Linked DNA regions of Oncorhynchus mykiss: region 1 is linked to region 2. A link is a contact called in public Hi-C data. All regions are on one chromosome and are shown on one strand. Each heading gives the region's core, a stretch centred on a gene start, on an enhancer-like site or on the middle of the called end of the contact. The rest is flanking DNA. Distances are from core to core; before and after follow the strand shown. Region 1 overlaps LOC110508342 (muscleblind-like protein 1). Region 2 holds the start of LOC110508342 (muscleblind-like protein 1).

The links. Hi-C and Micro-C count contacts between places; a contact is called where the count stands out from the background.
Region 1: a contact with region 2 is called in a Hi-C map of liver, with 3 times the contacts expected there. The contact joins the enhancer-like site here to the promoter of LOC110508342 in region 2. A contact is called at or near these places in 3 of 3 Hi-C or Micro-C datasets (blood and liver).

Annotation. Positions count from the first base shown.
Region 1 is chr28:2,605,699-2,610,941 of USDA_OmykA_1.1, forward strand. The region is part of intron 3 of LOC110508342 (muscleblind-like protein 1); the gene reads left to right. Among protein-coding and RNA genes, the nearest start is that of LOC110508344, 48 kb to the right of the region's middle. Within about 2 kb of position 1,468, at least 4 of the 11 cell types and tissues checked have an H3K27ac peak or open chromatin away from gene starts, as enhancers often do. A contact at or near this core is called in liver, where this site is marked.
Region 2 is chr28:2,518,991-2,524,187 of USDA_OmykA_1.1, forward strand. LOC110508342 (muscleblind-like protein 1) reads left to right here and starts at 3,844. Exons shown (of 14, transcript XM_036967000.1): 1 at 3,844-4,133; 2 at 4,343-4,484.

The sequences.
Region 1 (5,243 bases), core at 218-2,717, 84 kb after region 2:
TGCCAAATGGAGGGCTAGGGAGAGCTTTGTGTGTATCTCTGTGTGTGGAGTAAAGGTGGTCCAGAGTGTTTTTCCTCTGGTTGTATATTTAACATGCTGGTGGAAATGAGTTAAGACAGATTTAAGTTTCCATGCATTAAAGTCCCTGGCCACTAGGAGCGCCGCCTCTGGATGAGCAAATCTCTGTAGATTTAGAACATCTTTTCAGAACAGTTCTGTATGGATCTAGAGCCTCTTTCAAAACAAGCTCTGCGTAGTTTCTCTCCAAGTTTCTGACTCACAGCTTTTGTACATTAGCCAGTTAGTCCATCAGTTCAGTCTAAGAACTGTATTGATATTTCAATTTGGCCTCTCCTTTTTGACCTCTCTGAACATGTTTACAATCATAACTCCTGTTAACTTGGTGATGTGTTACCATCACATAGAGTAGCCCTTCTGCCTGCATGCATCATTTAACTAGAATGACAGAGAAGTTGAGTCTTTCAGCTAGTGTTAGGCGGTATCCAGATTTTCATACTGTTTCTGTACCATACCTGGGTATACGTATTAGTGAATGTGCACACAAGGGGCGCTATCTGTATAAATACAGTGAGGGAAAAAAGTATTGGATCCCCTGCTGATTTTGTACATTTGCCTACTGACAAAGAAATTATCAGTCTATCATTTTAATGGTTGGTTTATTTGAACAGTGAGAGACAGAATAACAACAAAAAATCCAGGAAAACGCATGTCAAAAGCGTCAAATCTTGGGTGAGAACCTCCTTCCCTCAGCAAGGGCATTGAAAATGGGTTGTATATGGGTATTCCAGCATGACAATGACCCAAAACACAACAAAGGAGTGGCTCAAGAAGAGCACATTAAGGTCCTGGAGTGGCCTAGCCAGTCTCCAGACCTTAAACCCATAGAAAATATGTGGAGGGAGCTGAAGGGTCGAGTTGCCAAACGTCAGCCTCGAAACCTTAATGACTTGGAGAAGATCTGCAAAGAGTAGTGGGACAAAATCCCTCCTGAGATGTGTGCAAACCTGGTGGCCATCCAGGAGGGGATTGAATGTCTCTTCTGTAACCAAGAAGCTTGATCTTGACATCGTGCCTCTTAGTTAACAAATTAACAAACCAAATGCATAGCTGGAGCCCTAAGCTAGATATGATTTATTTGACACATCTTAGATTTCTTATAGTTATAAATAACTTATAGTTAGGTATAAGCAGTGCCGTAGCAGCCCCCCCCCACCATAACAATATATATATTGAAAATCATATTTCGAGATACCCAGATACCGTAAAAACGGTATGTCGCCCAAGCCTTCTTTCAACCATTTACCATTTAACCTACATTTCACATGCCAGTCGTTAAGCCATTATCTATAGCAATTTAGGTTAAGTACATGTAGTGATAGGGTTTAATAACAGTGTTTAAACCAGCCAGTCAGTCACACAGCAGTGCTGAGGCAGGGATCATGAGATCAAATTTGACCTAGTTGTTGACATTTCTGAGTCACAAGTCTCAACAAGTCAGATGTCTGCGTAGGCTAGACGTCCCTCTGTTTGTGATAGATACTGTCACACACACACACACCACACACTGTCCCGAGGCGTTACGTCTCCTGTTGTAGTTGTGACTGACGTGGTGTGCTGTGACGCAGACACAACAACACTCTTATGCACGACACTTTTTCCTGCCTGTATCTGAGTAACAAAACTTCTGGGGGTGCATCTCAATTGTGCAACGTGGTTTCCTCTCCTTATCTCCTTTCCTTCCTCTCCACTGATCTGAAAACCCAGGATGAAAGCAATATGGAGAATGCCCGCCAGGAATTTGCTTCCTTTGACCTGTCCAAGTATTTCATGTCATTGCGAATAGAGGAAAGGAAACAAAGAGAGGCAAATATGTTAGACTATTGAGAAGCACCCAGGCAGCAGCTCTATTTGTGATTGAGTGTGCCCACTGGGCACTGACGTAAATTCAACACCTATTCCATGTTGTTTCAATGTAATTTCATAAAAATTATGTGGAAACAACGTTGATTCAACCAGTGTGTCCCCAGTGGGAGGACCCTGCTACCTCGGCCGGTCGGCTCAGCTGTGCCCGTGGAATGTCAGTAAATAAATATCTGTCGTAAAGAACAGGGCTATGTGTGTGTGCCACCTGTTACATGAACATGACTCCAGTGTGTGTCACCTGTTACATGAACATGACTCCAGTGTGTGTTCCACCTGTTACATGAACATGACTCCAGTGTGTGCCACCTGTTACATGAACATGACTCCAGTGTGTGTTCCACCTGTTACATGAACATGACTCCAGTGTGTGCCACCTGTTACATGAACATGACTCCAGTGTGTGTTCCACCTGTTACATGAACATGACTCCAGTGTGTTCCACCTGTTACATGAACATGACTCCAGTGTGTGCCACCTGTTACATGAACATGACTCCAGTGTGTGTTCCACCTGTTACATGAACATGACTCCAGTGTGTGTGCCACCTGTTACATGAACATGACTCCAGTGTGTGTGCCACCTGTTACATGAACATGACTCCAGTGTGTGTTCCACCTGTTACATGAACATGACTCCAGTGTGTGCCACCTGTTACATGAACATGACTCCAGTGTGTGTCACCTGTTACATGAACATGACTCCAGTGTGTGCCACCTGTTACATGAACATGACTCCAGTGTGTGCCACCTGTTACATGAACATGACTCCAGTGTGTGTTCCACCTGTTACATGAACATGACTCCAGTGTGTGTCACCTGTTACATGAACATGACTCCAGTGTGTGTGTCACCTGTTACATGAACATGACTCCAGTGTGTGTTCCACCTGTTACATGAACATGACTCCAGTGTGTGTGTAGGCCTGTGTGTGACACTTGAACTACTCTGTCCCCGGTGTGTGTGAACGCCTGTGTGTGACACTTGAACTATTCTGACCCCACTCCATCAGGATTTCTGCGACTCAGACCCCTCCTTCTTGGCAGCGTGTATTCCTAGCAGACAGCATAAAACGATCTCTCCTAGTTCATTATCTCTTGGCACTGACGCTTTGAAGTTTGACCTCATATTGCCCTGTGATACAATATCTATGTATCATATGAGTGAAATGTATTTATACCTCCTATCTGACATGTAGCCTAGCTGGATGTCTGGATAGCAGTCCTCCAGCCAGCAGCATACCACCCTGCAGCATACCACCCTGCGCCAGCAGCATACCGCCCTGCGCCAGCAGCATACCACCCTGCAGCATACCACCCTGCAGCATACCACCCTGCAGTATACCACCCTGCAGCATACCACCCTGCGCCAGCAGCATACCACCCTGCAGCATACCACCCTGCGCCAGCAGCATACCACCCTGCAGCATACCACCCTGCGCAAGCAGCATCCACCCTGCAGCATACCACCCTGCAGCATACCACCCCGCAGCATACCACCCTGCGCCAGCAGCATACCACCCTGCAGCATACCACCCTGCAGCATACCTCCCTGCATCCCACTGCTGGCTTGCTTCTGAAGCTAAGCAGGGTTGGTCCTGGTCAGTCTCTGGATGGGAGACCAGGTGGTGTTGACGGCCAGTAGGAGGCACTCTTTCTTCAGGTCTAAAAAATATCCTAATGCCCCAGGGTAGTGATTGGGGACATTGCCCTGTGTCGGGTGCCGTCTTTCGGATGGGAAGTTAAATGGGTGTCCTGACTCTCTGAGTTCATTAACGATCACATGACACTTTTTGTAAGAGTAGGGGTGTTGACCCCGGTGTCAATTCCCAAGCTGTCCTTCATACCATCATGGTCACCTAATCATCCCCAGCTTACAATTGACTCATTCATCCCCCTCCTCTCCCCTGTAACCATTCCCCAGGTTGTTGCTGTATATGAGAATGTGTTCTTAGTCAACTTACCTGGTAAAATATATATATATTTTTTTAAAGCGTCACAGAGTCCCTCTTCTGACCTGAACAAACACACGTATGCAGACACACACACACATGCTCAAGTATGCATAAAGACACACACACACACTGACACACACACACAAAGAAACACACACAGACATTTTTGTCCCACAGGATAGAGCAGAAATAAAGAGCCCTGAACAATTAGTTAGTGCCAGGCATAGCCCAGACCTAGGGTGAAACAGGGTTAGGGGCATGCGGCTATAAACAGCTCCCAGCATATCACACACACACTGGCACAGTCACACAGAAACACACACAGTCGTCAGCTGAAAGCGGCACTCCAGTCTCCTTTTCACCTCTTTTAACACCTGATTTACTTAACAAAAGGCACTTCTCAATAGGTGGTCCAGGTAAGTCATGACATAGCAAAAGTGTGGGTGGGGGGGTCTTTTCCTCTTTTGTTCTCTATTTCTCCTCTATTGTTCCTCAAGCAAGGGACGAGGCTGATGACATCACTGATTCCCAACAGACCAACTCTTTGATTTAATTTTTATTTTATTTCACCATTATTTAACCAGGTAGGCCAGTTGAGAACAAGTTCTCATTTACAACTGCGACCTGGCCAAGATAAAGCAAAGCAGTGCAACAAAAAAACAACAACACAGAGTTACACATGGGATAAACAAAAGTACAGTCAATAACACAATAGAAAATCTGTATACAGTGTGTGCAAAAGGAGTAAGGAGGTAAGGCAATAAATAGGCCAATAGTGGCGAAGTAATTACAATTTAGTAATTTACACTGGAGCGATATATGTGCAGATGAGGATGTGCAAGTAGAAATACTGGTGTGCAAAAGAGCAGAAAAAAGTTAATAAAAACAATATGGGGATGAGGTAGGTAGCTGGATGGGCTATTTATAGATGGGCTGTGTACAGCTCCAGTGATCAGTAAGCTGCTCAGATAGCTGATGCTTAAAGTTAGTGAGTGAGATATAAGTCTCCAACTTCAGCGATTAGGTGTTGGCTTTGGGGATGACCAGTGAAATATACCTGCTGGAGTGCGTGCTACGGGTGGGTGTTGCTATAGTGACTAGTGAGCTGAGATAAGGCTGAGCTTTACCTAGCAAAGACTTATAGATGACCTGGAGCCAGTGGGGTTGGCGACGAATATGTAGTTAGGGCCAGCCGACGAGAGCATACAGGTCGCAGTGGTGGGTGGTATATGGGGCTTTGGTGACAAAACGGATAGAAATGTTATAGACTGCATCCAGTTTGCTGAGTAGAGTGTTGGAGGCTATTTTGTAAATGACATCGCCGAAGTCGAGGATCAGTAGGATAGTCA
Region 2 (5,197 bases), core at 2,594-5,093:
AGATACTTCCTTGTTTTTGAAAGAAAAGCACATTTTTTGTCCATTAAAATAACATCAAATTGATCAGAAATACAGTATAGACATTGTTTATGTTGTAAATTACTATTGTAGCTGGAAACGGCTGATCTTTAATTGAATATCTACATAGGCCGTACAGAGGCCCATTATCTGCAACCATCACTCCTGTGTTCCAATGGCACATTGTGTTAGCTAATCCAAGTTTATCATTTTAAAAGGCTAATTGATCATTAGAAAACCCTTTTCCATTTATGTTAGCACAAAGACCTTTCTTCTGAAACTCGTCAGTCTATTCTTGTTCTGAGAAATGAAGGCTACTCCATGTGAGAAATTGCCAAGAAACTGAAGATCTCTTATAACGCTGGCTCTAAGCAGAATAGAAAGTGGAGTGGGAGGCCCCGGTGCACAACTGAGCAAGAGGAAAGGTACATTTAGAGTGTCTAGTTTGAGAAACAGTCCAATCATAAATCTACACTACTGTTCAAACTGACTGAACTGTCTAGTTTGAGAAACAGAAGCCTCACAAGGCCTCAACTGGTAGCTTCATTAAATAGTACCCACAAAACACCAGTCTCAACGTCAACAGTGAAGAGGCGACTCAGGGATGATGGCCTTTTCGGCAGAGTTGCAATGAAAAAGCCACATCTCAGACTGGCCAATAAAAGATCAAGATGGGCAAAAGAACACAGACACTGGACAGAGGCATGGCTTTTTCTTTGCAACTCCGTATTTTGGGTACATGTTGTGAAAATGTTAGATATTACTACACTGTCGGAGCAAGAAGCACAAGCATTTCGCTACACCCGCAATAACATCTGCTAAACACGTTTGTGACCAATACATTTGATTTGATTTGAAAACAAGCTTAATAACTCAATGCATACACACATTCCTACTGAATACAATTCACCTGTATTGTGAATAGACCTGCATCTTTATTCACCAAGTTTATCAACAGAGATTTACTATTCAAATAAATGATAACCATTATGTTGTTATATGGATAAAAACAATGTCATATTGATTGTGTGATTGTTTTATAATTGATTGTATGAATGGTTAGGTAAAACAAAATTGTCAAATAAAAAATGTGACCAGATCATATGTGCAATCAGCTGAAAAAGTGAAAAAGAATTAGTCTAGAACCCTGATACTGTAGTTTCATAATATGACATGGCAAGAATAACATCGCAGATCAGCCTATTTCTCATAGCTCATAGCTCACGGGTGCACCTCAGCCACGCTCAAGGTACTAAACGATATCATAACCGCCATCGATAAAAGACAGTACTGTGTAGCTGTCTTCATCGACCTGGCCAAGGCTTTCGACTCTGTCAATCACCATATTCTTATCGGCAGACTCAGTAGCCTCGGTTTTTCCAATGACTGCCTTGCCTGGTTCACCAACTACTTTGCAGACAGAGTTCAGTCTGTCAAATCGGAGGGCATGTGGTCCGGTCCTCTGGCAGTCTCTATGGGGGTACCACAGGGTTCAATTCTCGGGCCGACTCTTTTCTCTGTATATATCAATGATGTTGCTCTTGCTGCGGGCGATTCCATGATCCACCTCTACGCAGACGACACCATTCTGTATACTTCTGGCCCTTCCTTGGACACTGTGCTATCTATCCTCCAAACGAGCTTCAATGCCATACAACACTCCTTCCGTGGCCTCCAACTGCTCTTAAACGCTAGTAAAACCAAATGCATGCTTTTCAACCGTTCGCTGCCTGCACCCGCACGCCCGACTAGCATCACCACCCTGGATGGTTCCGACCTAGAATATGTGGACATCTATAAGTACCTAGGTGTCTGGCTAGACTGCAAACTCTCCTTCCAGACTCATATCAAACATCTCCAATCCAAAATCAAATCTAGAGTCGGCTTTCTATTTCGCAACAAAGCCTCCTTCACTCACGCCGCAAAACTTACCCTAGTAAAACTGACCATCCTACCGATCCTCGACTTCAGCGATGTCATCTACAAAATAGCTTCCAATACTCTACTCAGCAAACTGGATGCAGTTTATCACAGTGCCATCCGTTTTGTTACTAAAGCACCTTATACCTTCCACCACTGCGACCTGTATGCTCAAGTCAGCTTGCCCTTGCTACATGTTCGTCGCCAGACCCACTGGCTCCAGGTCATCTACAAGTCTATGCTAGGCAAAGCACCGCCTTATCTCAGTTCACTGGTCACGATGGCAAAACCCACCCGTAGCACGCGCTCCAGCAGGCGTATCTCACTGATCATCCCTAAAGCCAACAACTCATTTGTCCGCCTTTCCTTCCAGTTCTCTGCTGCCTGCGACTGGAACGAAATGCAAAATTTGCTGAAGTTGGAGACTTTTATCTCCCTCACCAACTTTAAACATCTGCTATCTGAGCAGCTAACCAATCGCTGCAGCTGTACATAGTCCATCGGTAAATAGCCCACCCAATTTACCTACCTCATCCCCGTACTGTTTTTATTTTATTTACTTTTCTGCTCTTTTGCACACCAGTATCTCTACCTGCACATGTTCATCTGATCATTTATCACTCCAGTGTTAATCTGCTAAATTGTAATTATTCACTCCTATGGCCTATTTATTGCCTACCTCCTCCTGTCTTTTGCACACAATGTATATAGACTCTTTTTTTTTTTTCTAATGTGTTATTGACTTGTTTATTGTTTACTCCATGTGTAACTCTGTGTTGTCTGTTCACACTGCTATGCTTTATCTTGGCCAGGTCGCAGTTGTAAATGAGAACTTGTTCTCAACTAGCCTACCTGGTTAAATAAAGGTAAAATAAAAATAAATAAATAGCTAATTAGTGCTGAGATATTAGACAGGCTATTTTTACTGGGCCTGACCATCGTAGAGTCTGATTCATAGGGAAAACATTGGATCATCGTTCTTACGACTACAACATTTCCCTCAAGTTGGCTTTTTTTTAACCACTGTTTGACGTTTTCCCATTGATGAGATTCTCAGAATTTTTCGAAACTCATTCAACTCAGATTGTTGTTATTGTTGTTTTATCCTTCTGGGGTTTACCACCTATGTGACAGTAATGTATTGACCTATAACAACGACTTCAGGATAGTGACATTTTTTATATAGCCTAGTTATCACTGATTAAGCACGTACCGCTGCACTATTTATTACCGCTGACTCATGGGGGATAGGCAGGTATTAACAACATGTCTGCATTGACTTCCTCCTGAACGAACATCCTTTTTAGCAACTTTTATAGTATCTCTCTCACCACCACTTTCTCTCTCTTTCTCTCTTTCCATCTGAAGAGTTTCATTCCAAAACACTATATCCATTTTCAGAAATGATGGTCAATGAGCTTTTATTGTTGAAAGAAATTATGAAAGAGATATGCTTTTTCACATGGGTTTGTTCAATGAGACATGTATTTGTTTAAAATATATTACATGATGGTTTCAATTCAGAGAGAAAAATAGTCATAATCATGTTTATTTCAAAATGCTATATATCCGCCTCACTTCCAGAGAAATAAGTCGTTTTGAACAGTGAAATGTAACAAATAACAACATTTTTAATAAAGAACTGTACAAATGGTACATTTGTGACATCAATATAAAGATAACATGTGGGGAAAAAATGTTATATATACAGTAATATGAGATCTGTTTGTAAGACTTTTACATTTTACATTTTAGTCATTTAGCAGATGCTCTTATCCCCCCCTCTCTGTCTGCCTCTCCCTCTCTTTCTTGGCGTAGCCCGTTCGGAATGCGGCAGTGGCCTCTTGCAGACGGCAGCGTCCAGGGAACCTAAAAAGGGAAGGAGTCTCACATTGGGTTCCTGGCAGCAGTAAGAAGTAGCAGGCAGGCAGGCAGCAGGCTAAATTAGGCTGTCTCATTGACTTCCACTCCCCAGAGCCCTGTAGGCAGACCTAAGGAAGGAAGGCTGCACCAGAGGCCCTTATTGCCTGCTGCGCTACTGTGTCTCTGAGAGTCCCTGAAGAACCTCAGTCCCTGTGAAGGAGCTAAGTGTAGGTCAGTTGTATCTGGATAGAGGAGTGTTGTACTTTTGAAAGGGTGTTTTGGGATTTTCTTGGGATGCCGATTGATAACGGATGTTCACAGACCTGAGCAAGGTAAACAAGGTAAACATGGTTGATAAGATTTTGAATGTAGATTTTATTTGACTTGTTGGTTGAATATTAACTAGAAGTCCTGTTGACACAAATCGAGTAGCTATAGCACTTTTAGAAAAATCTCTTTCTCTCTCTTTTTCTTTCGCTCTCTCTTCCTCTGTCTGTCTGTGTCCTCTCGTTCGCTCTCTCTGTCTCTCCATTGGCGGCAGGTGGGGATGTGCTGACTGCTGCTCTCCTCTCAATATTGACTTCAGAAGGCCAGTCTGTCTCCTGTCTCTACCACTGTGACAGATTGACGGGCTTGGCACTGAAGGTCTGATATACAAATGCACTTCTGAACAGGAACTTGGGGTAAGGGAAACCTTGTGCCAGTGCACCTGATACACACTATGTGGGAGGGGGGTATATGGTGACCTAAGCTCCCCTTCTGTTTCTGTGCCCCTAAACAGAACCACTACCACACCCAACTTCCTGTTTCGAATTGTTTCACTCCTTATCTGTAATGCTGCAAACTGGTCACATGTCAGAGTGACTTCCTCTTTTCACACACGCACACACAGAGAGAGAGAGAGAGAGAGAGAGAGAGAGAGAGAGAGAGAGAGAGAGAGAGAGAGAGAGAGAGAGAGAGAGAGAGAGAGAGAGAGAGAGAGAGAGAGAGAGAGAGAGAGAGAGAGAGAGAGAGAGAGAGAGAGAGAGAGAGAGAGAGAGAGAGAGAGAGAGAGAGAGAGAGAGAGAGAGAGAGAGAGAGAGAGAGAGAGAGAGAGAGAGAGAGAGAGAGAGAGAGAGAGAGAGAGAGAGAGAAAAAAAGAAGTGAGGGGTGGGGGCGGGGTGAAAGAAAAAAGAGAAATTTGGCGGATGGCGGGGAGAAACTATTAAACGTTACCATGTTTGGCAGCACATAATGTAAGCAAAAGATGCAAATGAGATAAGAAGGGCAGATTGCCATGGCAACCTGCTTGTCGGATCGGCCATGGTGTGATTCGGCCGCTCGCCAGGCAGAAGGCGCTGTTGGGAGAGAGGGAAAGAGAGAGAGAGAGGGGGAGGGAGGTGGATTGAGAGAGTGA